Regions from separate parts of the Sus scrofa genome. Here region 2 is linked to region 1. The links are chromatin contacts, called in public HiChIP or PLAC-seq maps. All regions are on one chromosome and are shown on one strand. Each heading gives the region's core, a stretch centred on a gene start, on an enhancer-like site or on the middle of the called end of the contact. The rest is flanking DNA. Distances are from core to core; before and after follow the strand shown.

The links. HiChIP or PLAC-seq counts read pairs in DNA pulled down with a chosen protein or histone mark.
Region 2: an H3K27ac HiChIP or PLAC-seq map of alveolar macrophages shows a contact between it and region 1. The contact joins two enhancer-like sites. A contact is called at or near these places in 1 of 5 promoter capture datasets (liver) and 1 of 2 datasets of contacts at active chromatin or transcription factors (alveolar macrophages).

What each region holds. Positions count from the first base shown.
Region 1 is chr2:114,343,035-114,348,956 of Sscrofa11.1, forward strand. It overlaps PJA2 (E3 ubiquitin-protein ligase Praja-2), which reads right to left. Exons shown (of 12, transcript XM_021085401.1): 8 at 700-885. Among named protein-coding and RNA genes, the nearest start is that of PJA2, 330 kb to the right of the region's middle. Within about 2 kb of position 3,822, at least 42 of the 83 cell types and tissues checked have an H3K27ac peak or open chromatin away from gene starts, as enhancers often do. A contact at or near this core is called in alveolar macrophages, where this site is marked.
Region 2 is chr2:114,681,072-114,686,962 of Sscrofa11.1, forward strand. All of the region lies in intron 1 of MAN2A1 (alpha-mannosidase 2), which reads left to right. Among named protein-coding and RNA genes, the nearest start is that of MAN2A1, 8.2 kb to the left of the region's middle. Within about 2 kb of position 3,255, at least 1 of the 83 cell types and tissues checked has an H3K27ac peak or open chromatin away from gene starts, as enhancers often do. A contact at or near this core is called in alveolar macrophages, where this site is marked.

The sequences.
Region 1 (5,922 bases), core at 2,572-5,071:
ACAAGGATAGTAATAAGCCATATTTTTTTCCAGAAAAAGTTAACAAAAAGGAATCAGTTGGAACATTCTCTTTACATTTTAATAATCAACGGCTTTCAAAAAGTTATACTGCACACTTGGTTTATCTACGTTATAAACCAGAAGAGTTAAATCTTGATCATTATATCACAAACTATAACAATTCTATAATCTACTTAACTTATGTCACTTTTATTGGAAGATCACTATTCTTTGTCAGAGTAAAGTAAATTTAATACATCCAACATCTCTGGGAAGGTACAATTATATTTTCCATAAAGAGAAGGAAAACTATAGTCTTACGACTCTTCTCATTCAATCACGTTTTGAAAGTCTTTAAGTAATACTCAACTTTTTTTTTAATGGATCAGAGTAAGTGCTGCATTTAGCATAGAAAACTAAATTTTAAAGTCTGAAACCTCAAACATAAGTGTATAAACTAGGTGAGCAAGCTAACTAGGTCAAGCAAGCTAACAGTCAAAGAAGGAAGAACTCATTGACTAAAGTAAGTAAGAAGTTCATGTAGGAAGTGACACCTGAAATGAACTGTGAAGGAAAGGAAGACTAACAGATGGGAAAATTGGAATACTTCTCAGCTATCAGAGATTGTTTCTTCATTTAGAATCATGAACAGAGTCTACACAATGATTAAGTAAGCATGGGTAACACTGTGCTACATACCTCCAGTCCACATCTAAGTCTTCACTCACACTGGAGTCATCCTCAAGGTTATTGTTACCATCCAACATGAAAGCTTCTGGCTGTGCAAATTCATTGGCAGGCTCATTTCCTTCATCACTGCTGCTTTCATTGACCTCATTGTACTGTAACCAAGGAATTTCTCCCTCTTCCAAGGATGTCTGTTCTCTAATACAAATATTTAATGGAAAGAAAAATAATATTTTAAAACATTGTAAGAACTTCCCTTAAAGAGTTATTTTTAGTGCAAATAGATTCTTCATCCTTTGAGTTCTAAATTCTTGGTACTTATATGATTCTAAAAAACGTTTCTTTAAATGTAAAATTATTTAAAAGGGAAGCAAATTTGTTACAGGGTCATATGTATATAGAAATAGCTCCTAATTACATGAGAATCTATTTATTTGATACACTTATTTATGTTTCTGTATTTTCTCCTTTTAAGGAGAAAAATAAGAAAAACTCATCCTAGACAATTAGAATTTATTTATTTTTTTATTTTAGGACTACACCCATGGCATATAGAAGTTCCCAGGCTAGGGGTCTAATTGGAACTGCAGCTGCTGGCCTACACCACAGCTATGGCAATGCCAGATATGAGCTATGTCTGTGACTTACACCACAGCTCATGGCAGTGCCAAATTGTTAACCCACTGAGTGAGCCCAGGGATCAAACTTGTGTCCTCTTGGATACTAGTCGGGTTTGCTTCTGCTGAGCCACAACTGGAACTCAAATTTGAATTTTTAAGCCCTGATCTTGAGTAGTTTCCCTTCACAACTGAAATAAAATCCCAAGTTGCTCAATCTGGCCTACAAATCTACATGATACATGCTTTCTTCGGACCTCTTCTCCAAATGTTCCTATGTTCCTCCTCACTCTCCCCTCCATTTACTCCTACTATTCCTTCTACTCTTGGAGCACATGGAGATCTTTCCACTTTGGGGCTATTTCCTCTACCTGAAGTTACTTTCACTAGACTTTTGCATAGCCACTCCCTCCTTGGTTTTCAGGTCAGACTAAATGTCACTTCTTTCAGGGAAGCCTGTCTTGACCACCCATTTCAAATAACTCACTAGTCACTGGCTACCATAATTACTCAGCTATTTTCATTACAAAACTTATTTCTAATTATCATTTTCTTATTTGCCTTATTGTTAGTCATACTGTCACTAGAAAATAAGCTTACAGAATCAGGGACAGAGAAATTAATGGCACAGATAAAGAAAACAAGAAAGAGATGCAAGAAGCATTTCAAAACTATAGGGAAAAGGATCACGTAATAAATGATGTTGGGACAACTGGGTATCCACCTGGAGGGAGGGAAGGAGGTTAAATCTCTATCCTTATTTACACTTAAATAAATCCTAAGTCTACTTTTCAAAAAAAAATGCATGTGCACCTCCCAAAACCACTAAAACAAAAGTACTAAAAAATCATGAGAGAAAATTTTACAAATATCCCAGTGTCGCATGATGCAAAACCTTAAGGCCATAGGTAAACAAACTGTTAAATTTCACAACATACATATTAAACACTCATGCAAAAGACAAAACACCAAAAACTGGAAAACAAACACTAAAGAGAAAAATCTTAAATTATAATATATAAGATCAAAAAGGTATTTCAAGGCTGCAATGACTGAATAAAAGGTACTTTTTGAATTTATATTAAGAAAACTATAATAGAAAACTACATTACTCCACGGGATTTTCTTACTCATTTTATTTAATAAAAAATATTTGTTAGTATATCAGAAGCAGGATAAAATTAGAGCATAGTCTTGGTGAAATTTAATGTTAGTTTGGATTTTAAGATGAGAAATAATGTTATATAACAATTTACAACTTTCAACTTGAACAGCTCTATTCATTCTAATAATGTACATTTAACTTCAGGAGTAAAAATGTTTATGAAAGAGATATAGACAATGCCCAAAATAAGAATCAACACATTTTACAAAAAAAAAAAAAAAATGAGTTCCCGTCATGGTGCAGTGGTTAACGAATCCAACTAGGAACCATGAGGTTGCAGGTTCGATCCCTGCCCTTGCTCAGTGGGTTAACGGCAGCATTGCTGTGAACTGTGGTATAGGCTGCAGACTCGGCTTGGATCCTGCGTTGCTGTGGCTCTGGCGTAGGCTGGCAGCTACAGCTCCGATTCGACCCCTAGCCTGGGAACCTCCGTATGCCGCGGGAGCGGCCCAAGTAATGGCAAAAAGACAAAAAAAAAAAAAAAAAAAAAAAAAGAATCAACACATTTTAAATACATAGAAACACTACCTCTTTATATAGCTAAACTCATCAATGTTTCTCTAATTTCATATCCTAAACTACACTTTAGAATAACAGGTTTATAAGAGTCTAGTAAAATCAGAGTAAGTAACATAAGAAAATGTGCTTATTTTGTTACATTTTAAATGTCTAATATGTAAAGATACTGGATGTTTTCCTTTTGTGCATAAAAATTAGGTCCATTGAAAAATTAAGCCCCAAATGGCTTTAAAAAACAAAATAAAAATAGAAGTTTCTTAGCAGCAGATCCCTCTTCACACCTTTATGAGAGTGTTAGGTTTCAAGTCCCCTTCAAGAGGACTGAACTCAAAGCCTCTGGACAAGACAAGAATTACCAGACCCTTATCACCACCCCACAGATCTCACTGTAGTGCCCCTTCCCCCACCTTGAGCTACTGGCTTACCCCTTCCTACTCCCTACTAGGAAAGGAATGTTGCCCCACTCTTCACCCAACCTCTACAGGGGCAATAAGAACATGGCAGGCACAACATCAGGGGACTCTCTGGGGAACTTCCCCCCATAACCTGTACCTCACGCAAATAAGGCATCCTGCCTAAGCCCAATTAGGGAATCAAAATGCCCTACCTGCAGACCAATCAACGCCCTCATACATACACAGTGGGCTAGGGCAACAATAATCAGTGGGCCTGGGGTGGAAGAAATCATGTCCCCACTCAGGTATGTAGTATGGGGATATAAGGGAAATCCAACTGTAAAGCAGGGCCAGTTCCTACTCACAGGGTGTCCGCGCTCTCTGAGAATGTACTTTCACTTTAATAAACATGCTGTAACGTGCCTGCAGTTTCAATTCTTTGCTGTTGTGGGCAGGACCAGGGCAGGGACTGATGAAACAGCATAACCAGAACTTGTGCTGTGCAGTAACCCTTGTGGTGACTCATTTTGTCTCCTCCTAGACTGGGAAACTGGGAAGGGCATATACAATGTTGTCTCTAATCACTGTAGCCTCATTCCCTGTAGCAAGTTCTCGACACATAATAGGTGCTCTCTATGTGCTGCAAATGTAGTAATAAAACCTTGAAAAATAATCTTTTAAAAGTCAAGTAATTTAGACATTAAGTCTGGAACAGTCCTTGGAAATGTTTGTAATTCTAATATATGCCTACAAGAAGTACTTTTTTTTTCTATTATACAGCTATCAAAATAACTGTTACTTCAGATACTTAATATAAAACAAATATACCAGTGAAAATGCTGTAGTATATGAAATAAAATTAATTTATCAGTTCTTTAATTCAAAAAAGAAGAAAACTAAAATAAATCATGCTGAAGCTAAACAGTTTATAACATCATTATAAACAATTCTTGGCTACATATTTTGTTTAAACATTTGATTCTGTCTTTCATGACTCACTATAACAGAAACAAAAAAATAAGGCTACATGGCATATGCTTTCAATATGTTACATAAAGTTTATTTACCATTTAACCCCAAATTTGTCAGGCTACAAGAGCGGCACTGTGCTTGGCCAGAGATTACTTTTGACAAAAGTAATCTTAATCTTAAAAAAAAAGATTCATAATAGGATGAAAAATATCTTTCATTTTTGTGTAGCTAACAGGAGAAACAAATATTCCCATGGGAATGTAAGTATATAATGTTTAAATTTAAATGCTTAAAAAGCTTTGAAAATCTTTCTGTAGTATCTTCTTTCTCCCTACACATGTACACATATGCACATCACACACACCATATGTAATACATTCACAAAAATTTACAGTGTCAATGCCCTTTCTTCATTTTGGTAATTCAAAAATTGACAAAATGCCATTACATCATTAAACAGTAATTTATGAGGCTTAAAATGTCATATTATCTAATCAAGTCTCCAAAGGGTCAATTCTAAAAAAAATATCTAGTAGATGGAAAATGTGGAAGCCCTACTACCACTACTACCAATGTCATAGGTATTTCACCTGGGAAGGAAAATTGCCTATCTGCCCTTTCCTTTTGAGCAATTTCAGCACAGTTTGGAGGAAATGAATGCTGCTGCTGTAACAGGAAGCCAAAAATGCCCCATCATCTATCCCCGCAGTCTACTTCCAATGGAAAATCTTGCAATACCACCAGCATCATATTTTCTTGATTATAGGCTACGCTGTTACTTCAAAGCCTCAGATAAAGAGACTGTTACTCTCTATATGGTCTATGCTTCATGATTAAAGATCTCTATTCCTCAATAACAGACACTAAATTTAATAATATTACTGGAAAAACAATATTAAATTTACCAAGACATATTAATAAACAATACTGAATATTTTAAAGAAATTTTCATTAAAATTTTAAAATATGCTATTATGTAATCATGCATCATAGAATTTCCTAAGACATAAAGAAAATGAAAGGCAGACAAATCAAATTAAATCCCTGAAAACACTAACTACTCTGATTTTACAAATCTGAGCTGCTTTCTTAATAAATCAGCAATTCAAGTATCCATTATTAACAGCACAGAATATTAAATCTTCAGGTTAACACCAATATTTTAAAGGGCTGATGCTTTTGTAAAATAATACAGCTATTTATTACAAGAAATTTATTTTATAAAATTTTGGAGAGCATTCCTAGTTAAATTTTTTTTTTTTTTTTTTTTTTTTTTTTGTCTTTTTGCCTTTTCTAGGCCGCTCCCATGGCATATGGAGGTTCCCAGGCTAGAGGTCTAATCGCAGCTATAGCTGGCACCCAATGCCAGAGCCACAGCAATGCGGGATCCAAGCCGCATCTGTGGCCTACACCACACCTCATGGCAACGCCAGATCCTCAACCCACTGAGCAAGGCCAGGGATCGAACCCACAACCTCATGGTTCCTCGTCGGATTCGTTAACCACTGAGCCATGATGGGAACTCGTTAAATGGTATTTAAATCTATTTTCATTAACTGTTTTTACA
Region 2 (5,891 bases), core at 2,005-4,504, 340 kb after region 1:
CCTTGAAAGTTCAGAGATTGAGAGTGATGGAAAATGTGAAAGGGAAGTTCAGATTTTATCTTTGTGCCCAGATAATATTTATCAAGTGAGAATATGTAAATGTCTTTAAGTATTTGATTGAAAGACATTGGTGGGTGGGGACTTTTATGCCTTTTTTTTTTTTTCAGCTTTTACAGTGAAAATATAATACACACATAAAAATATGTAAAACACTTTACACCTCTAATACTTTTTCCCAAGAGTTCAGTATCGTATATGTTTAATAGAAGTTGGTGTAAACTCCCTGGTTGTTTTTCCTTGCTTTCAGAAATCTGTGACTGATAAGAATGATAAATAGAAAAACATGGTCTTTCCCACTTCTCACACCCCAGTGCACTCTATTTATAACCTTTAGCACTTGTTACTAGGGTTTCTGCAGGTGTATAGAAGAAGGTTTCATTTTGGGGGGTTATACTGTTTGAGATTTGGGACTTTGGGGATGTGATGAAACTTTGACCTTGACCCATGCTGGCAACCAAGGATTTAGGAGGAGTGAGTGCAAGAATGTAAAGCCCCTGAAGAGGCTGGTGTCTTCCACCCTCTCCTGAGTCCAGCAGTCTTCAAGGACTCCTCCTGCCATGTATGTGTCACTAAGACTCAAATGTTTTCCTATACACCAAAGGGGGCATAACACTTATGACTGAATCTGGTCTGAAGGCTTAAGTTTATTATTTTTTTAATTGACTTGTGAATGTGTTGTTCCCAGATCAGCACTGCTATCATGGCCTAAACAACTCCTTTTGCTTGGAAGATGTTGCAATCCTCTTTATCTGAAAAGGATTTTCTCTGTGACTCATTAATTAGTATTAAAGGCTATCTGGGCTGTGAGTAAAACACTGACTGAAATTACCACTTTTATTTCTTTTTTTGTTTTTATTTTGAGTCAGCTATCGATTTGGGTGAGAACTGTTAAAATGTTGGCCTTTTCAACAGGCTGGACTAAATGTTGAGATTTTCCTAGGAGTGGTTCAGTAGCTGCTGCTGATTCCCTGCTTCGCTCTTAGTTTTTTGAGCCCAATGATCTTACTTTTCCTTTGTTTCTCACTCGGAGATCTTTAAAAAAAAATGGGAGGCTATTCAACAGCTGGGATATAGCCTTTGGTTGTTGGGTTGTAAAGGCCTTAGTGCATTTTTGGCGCCTTCTGTCTTGGTGGGCAAGTTCCTGGTAGCATCAGCTTTTATGGTACATGCAGAACTAAAGAGAAGAGAGGGAACTCTAAAGGGGGGATTTTGCTTCTTTTTTGTAGTTGTGATTAGCAGGTTGATCAGAAGAGGAAGTAGACCATTTTAGCTAAAACCGGTTTCTGTTTCAGTTATAAGTTTTATTCCAAAGCTTCCATTTTTTAAGGCTGAAACAATGTCTCAGGTTCGAGGGTAAATTGCACTGAAATGGAGTTCAGATCTAGGGCTTGAATTTTGCTAACTTTACCTTGTGATGGGGAGGAGGTAAATCATTTGCTTTGAATTAACTCAGTCTCTTGGGGTTACAACGTAGCTTTTCTATTAGACATTGTGTTTAAGGTAATGTTATTCATACATTTATGCAGACCTGCACAAAGTGGGTATCCAGTAAATATTTTATGTTAAATTTATAAATTCAATATATCTAAAGAAGAGATCAACCTTGAAGCACACTAGTTTGAACCTGTGCATACTCTACCTTTGGCTGCCTCACAGACTCTTTGCTCTTGACATTTGGGGCTGGATTCTTTGGTGTAGGGGGCTGTCCTGTGCATTGTAGCATGTTTAACAGCATCCCTGGTCTCTACCTAATATATGCCAGAAAGACCTTTCCCTGACTTGTAGTAATCAAAAATGTATCTAGACATTGCTAAATGTCTTCCAGGGGAAGAATCAACCCAGTTGAAAACCGCCTTGGCTGTAGTCTAGCCAAAGGCCTATTTTTTATACCCTTAGTTAGCAGTTTGCATTTTAGAAAGTGATCAAACAGCTTAAGTCTAATACTCAAAGGGATAACTAGCATTTTTTTTTTCTTTTGATGATTGAAATGTATCCTTTCTCTAGCTGCTCAAAATTCACTTACATTTTTAGGGTTCCCATTGCAATATGTTACAGAAAACACAAGGGTAGATTTTGTTCATTTGGAAGCTAAAAATGGAAGGTTGCTATAATGACATTAATTTTTTTAAAATGGATATAGTTATTATTCTGAGAAAAGCATATGGTCAGGTTAAAGTAAATAGATTGTCTTTTACTTTCCACAAGATGAATTAGAGATTAGCAGTAGTCTGGATTTATTCCCCTTGCCCTTTTAGCATTGAAAGGTAAGATATAATGAGTAGTAATAAAGTAGCATAAGAGGCATGTGTAAAATAATTCAAGATGCCTGAAATTTTCTCAGACAAGCGTTTTACTTTCTTCAGTGTATTACTTGTTTTATTTCTGTTAATTCTGATGATTCTGGTTACTGTATTTTGTATTCCTTCTTGAGGTTAGAAAGAGCAGGGAAAGAAACTGGAAAATAAAGTGGATGGAGATTTCCTTCCTGTTTGTTTTATTTTGTTCTAAATAGCCTTTTTTAAGAAAGGGGGAAGAGGTGAGGGTAGAAAAAGAATGAAGTTGTGGGCAAATAGTCTCATTCCTTCCCTTTTGAACCAAGGTCTTTGGTCTTGAACTCTGCTGAAGTCAGCTAACTGTGGGCCCAGTCTTGCCTGCCACCTGTTTTTGTAGGGCCACAAGCTGAGAATGATTCCTTTTTTTTTTTTAATGGCTTCACACACCATTATGGTATATGGTATATGGAAGTTCCCAAGCCAGGCATTGAACCAGCACCTTCATAGTGACCCAAGCCACTGCATTCGAATTCTTAACCACCTGTGCCACTGTGGGAACTCCAAGAATGATTCTTACATTTTTATTTTATTATTATTATTATTATTTTGTCTTCTTAGGGCCACACCCGCGGCATATGGACATTCCCAAGCTATGGGTCTAATCAGAGCGATAGCCGCATCACATCCACAACAATGCCAGATCTGAGCCGCATCTGCACCCTACACCATGGCAATGCTGGATCCTTAACCCACTGATCAAGGCCTGGGATCGAACCTGTGTCCTCATGGATGCTAGTCAGGTTCATTTCTGCCGAGTCATGATGGGAACTCCCTCTTACGTTTTTAAATGGGGAAGTATTTCATGACATTGACACACTTATTCCTCTGCAAGTTGAATCGTCTCTGGCTGCTTTTGTTTTATAGGGGCAGAATTCAGTAGTTACGTAAGGAATGGTGTGGCTCACAAAGCCCAAGCTACTTACTGTCTGGCCCTTTGCAGAAAAAGTTTGCCAACCCCTGTTTTAAACTTTATTGTTAATGTTAGAGGCAAATAGTATGGTTAGATCTGTTGAAGCAGAGGTTAATTAAAACCAAACAAAATTCTCATAAGCTGGTTATTAGATAAGCATTACTCAAACTAAACTTAGTGTTTTGAGAGTGTAGTTGGAAACTCGTGGTATCTATGTGTTTCATAGATTCCCAAGCACCTTAGGGAACTTCTAGGCTAGAGCATGGATGTGCTTGAGATGTTGAATTTGTTTTCCCTTCTATCACCTGAAGATTTCGCACTCCAAGACCACTCTGGGACAGAGGGGTTCTGAGACATGAACTACGCAAAATTGATCCAGTCTGGAAATTGCAAACCGTGACTTTATGTATCTTGGGTTTGCTGAAATTCACAGAATGGTGAAATTTAGAGCCTATTTAACTGCCTAGTACTGTGGAAAGAGAACATGGGTTCAAGTATCTTCGTAGAGCATAGATTTAGGCTAGAATTTGGCAGACCTCTCTGGGCCCCTGAGGGCTGCTCAGCTTGGAGGCAAAGAACTAACTACCAGGATGTCTGAAGGGGCGCTGAGATACTCTTCTTATCCAGGAGTCATTAATTCCTGTTAATTTTGATTCTTCTTCATGCTTCTTAGCAATTATATGTGACTTTCATCATTCCTCGTGGCACCGGCCACCATCGTATTTGTGTCCTCAAAGGTTTTATTGTCATCCTCAAAGTGCAGCACACTTAGTCTGAACAAAATGAGTGTAATGCAGCTCACTGAGTGGTGGTGCAACGTTTAAGTGTTTTTTTTTTTTTTAATTTTATTGAAGTATAGTTAATTTACATGTTGTGATATTTACTGCTGTACAACAGAATGACTCAGTCATACATATACACATATCCATTATCTTTCAGATTCTTTTCCCACATACATTATCACAGACTACTGGGTAGAGTTCTCTGTGCTGTATAGCAGGTCCCATTGGCCAATCATTCCATATACCACAGGGTGCATATGCCAGTCCTAAACCCCTGATTCATCCCGCCCACCCCCCCATCCTGTCCCCTTTGATAACCATAAGTTTTTCAAAGTCTGTGAGTCTGTTTCTGTTCTGCAGATAAGTTCATTTGTATCCTTTTTTTTTAGATTCCTCATATAGGTGATATAATATGATGTTTGTCTTTCAGTGTTAAGTGTTTTTTTTTTTAATTATTTACATTTGTTCATTTTTTTGTACTTAAATGGATTTCCATATTGGCTTCCTTTGCAAGTAGTCACCTTCAGAAATCCAGAGAAATTAAATGCTTTTTGCAAAGGGAGAGCAGAGCCCAAATGGGACCTGATCCTACCAGTGAACCCCATTGTCCTAAATCAGGAGTCTGGAGAACTAGGGAACTTGCAAATTTTTTTTTTTTTTTTTTTGGCTACTGTTTTTCTTTTTCAGTTAAACGTGTTTCTTCCAGGACTGATGATACTTTCTTTTGTAATGGCAAGCTCTTCCTCTTCAGGGTGAGGCTGTACTTTGGGACCTCAGAAGTACTCTGTAGCATTTACTCTCTTCTTTTAGCACAGGTGTGGAGGATTGTGGAATTTATAGATACTCTTCTTCATGATAACATTTTTACCTGTGAAGCATAGAGGGTGGAAGCCTAAGAGTATGAATCCTTCTCAGAATTATTTTCTACAGTAGAAAATCCTGAATTTGGAGTTCCTGTTATGGCTCAGTGGAAACGAATCTGACTAGCATCCATAAGGACACAGGCTCAATCCCTGGCCTCACTCAAATGGGTTAAGGATCTGGCGTTGCCATGAGCTATGGTGTAGGTTGCAGATGTGGCTCGGATCTGGCAAGGCTGTGGCTGTGGCTGTGGCTGACAGCTGTAGCTCCAATTCCACCCCTAGTCTGGGAGCCTCTATATGCTGCAGATGTGGCCCTAAAAAGACAAAAAAAAAAAAAAAAATTTCCTGAGTTTGTGTTTTTAGAATCCAGTAAGGTAGTCATTCTCTTAACAGTCATCAGTACCCCCTTTAAAAGTCATAATATGAAAAAGTCAGACAGAATTTTTGGAGTTTGGAGGGCCTTTCCAGGTTAGGTAATTTTTCAGATAAGGATACGGACATGTACACAGAACCTCAGCTGTTTTTGCCCCAGGTCCCATAACTAGTCATAACATAATTGGAATATGCTTATTAGCCTATAATTCAGTGACATTTCTGTTGTACTACAACCAGCATGTATTCGATGACTCACTGCATGTTAGGTACTATGGAAATTGTGATAGACATACTAGATATGTTGCTTTGATAGAGCTTCTTAGTTATTTGAGGAGACACAACTGCCATTTGTGAGACAATTAGAGACAATTGTTACTTAATTATTTCTTGAAAGAGTTAATTTTAAAAAGCTAGAACAGTGCCCGATACATAGCAAATGCTCAATCAATGCTAGTTATTAGCAATGAACAGAGATTTATGAAGTACCTATTATGTACTAGGCACTGTTGTAGATTCTGGGGATATAGGAACTAAGAATAAAACAAGAGCCCATGATTTTATATATATT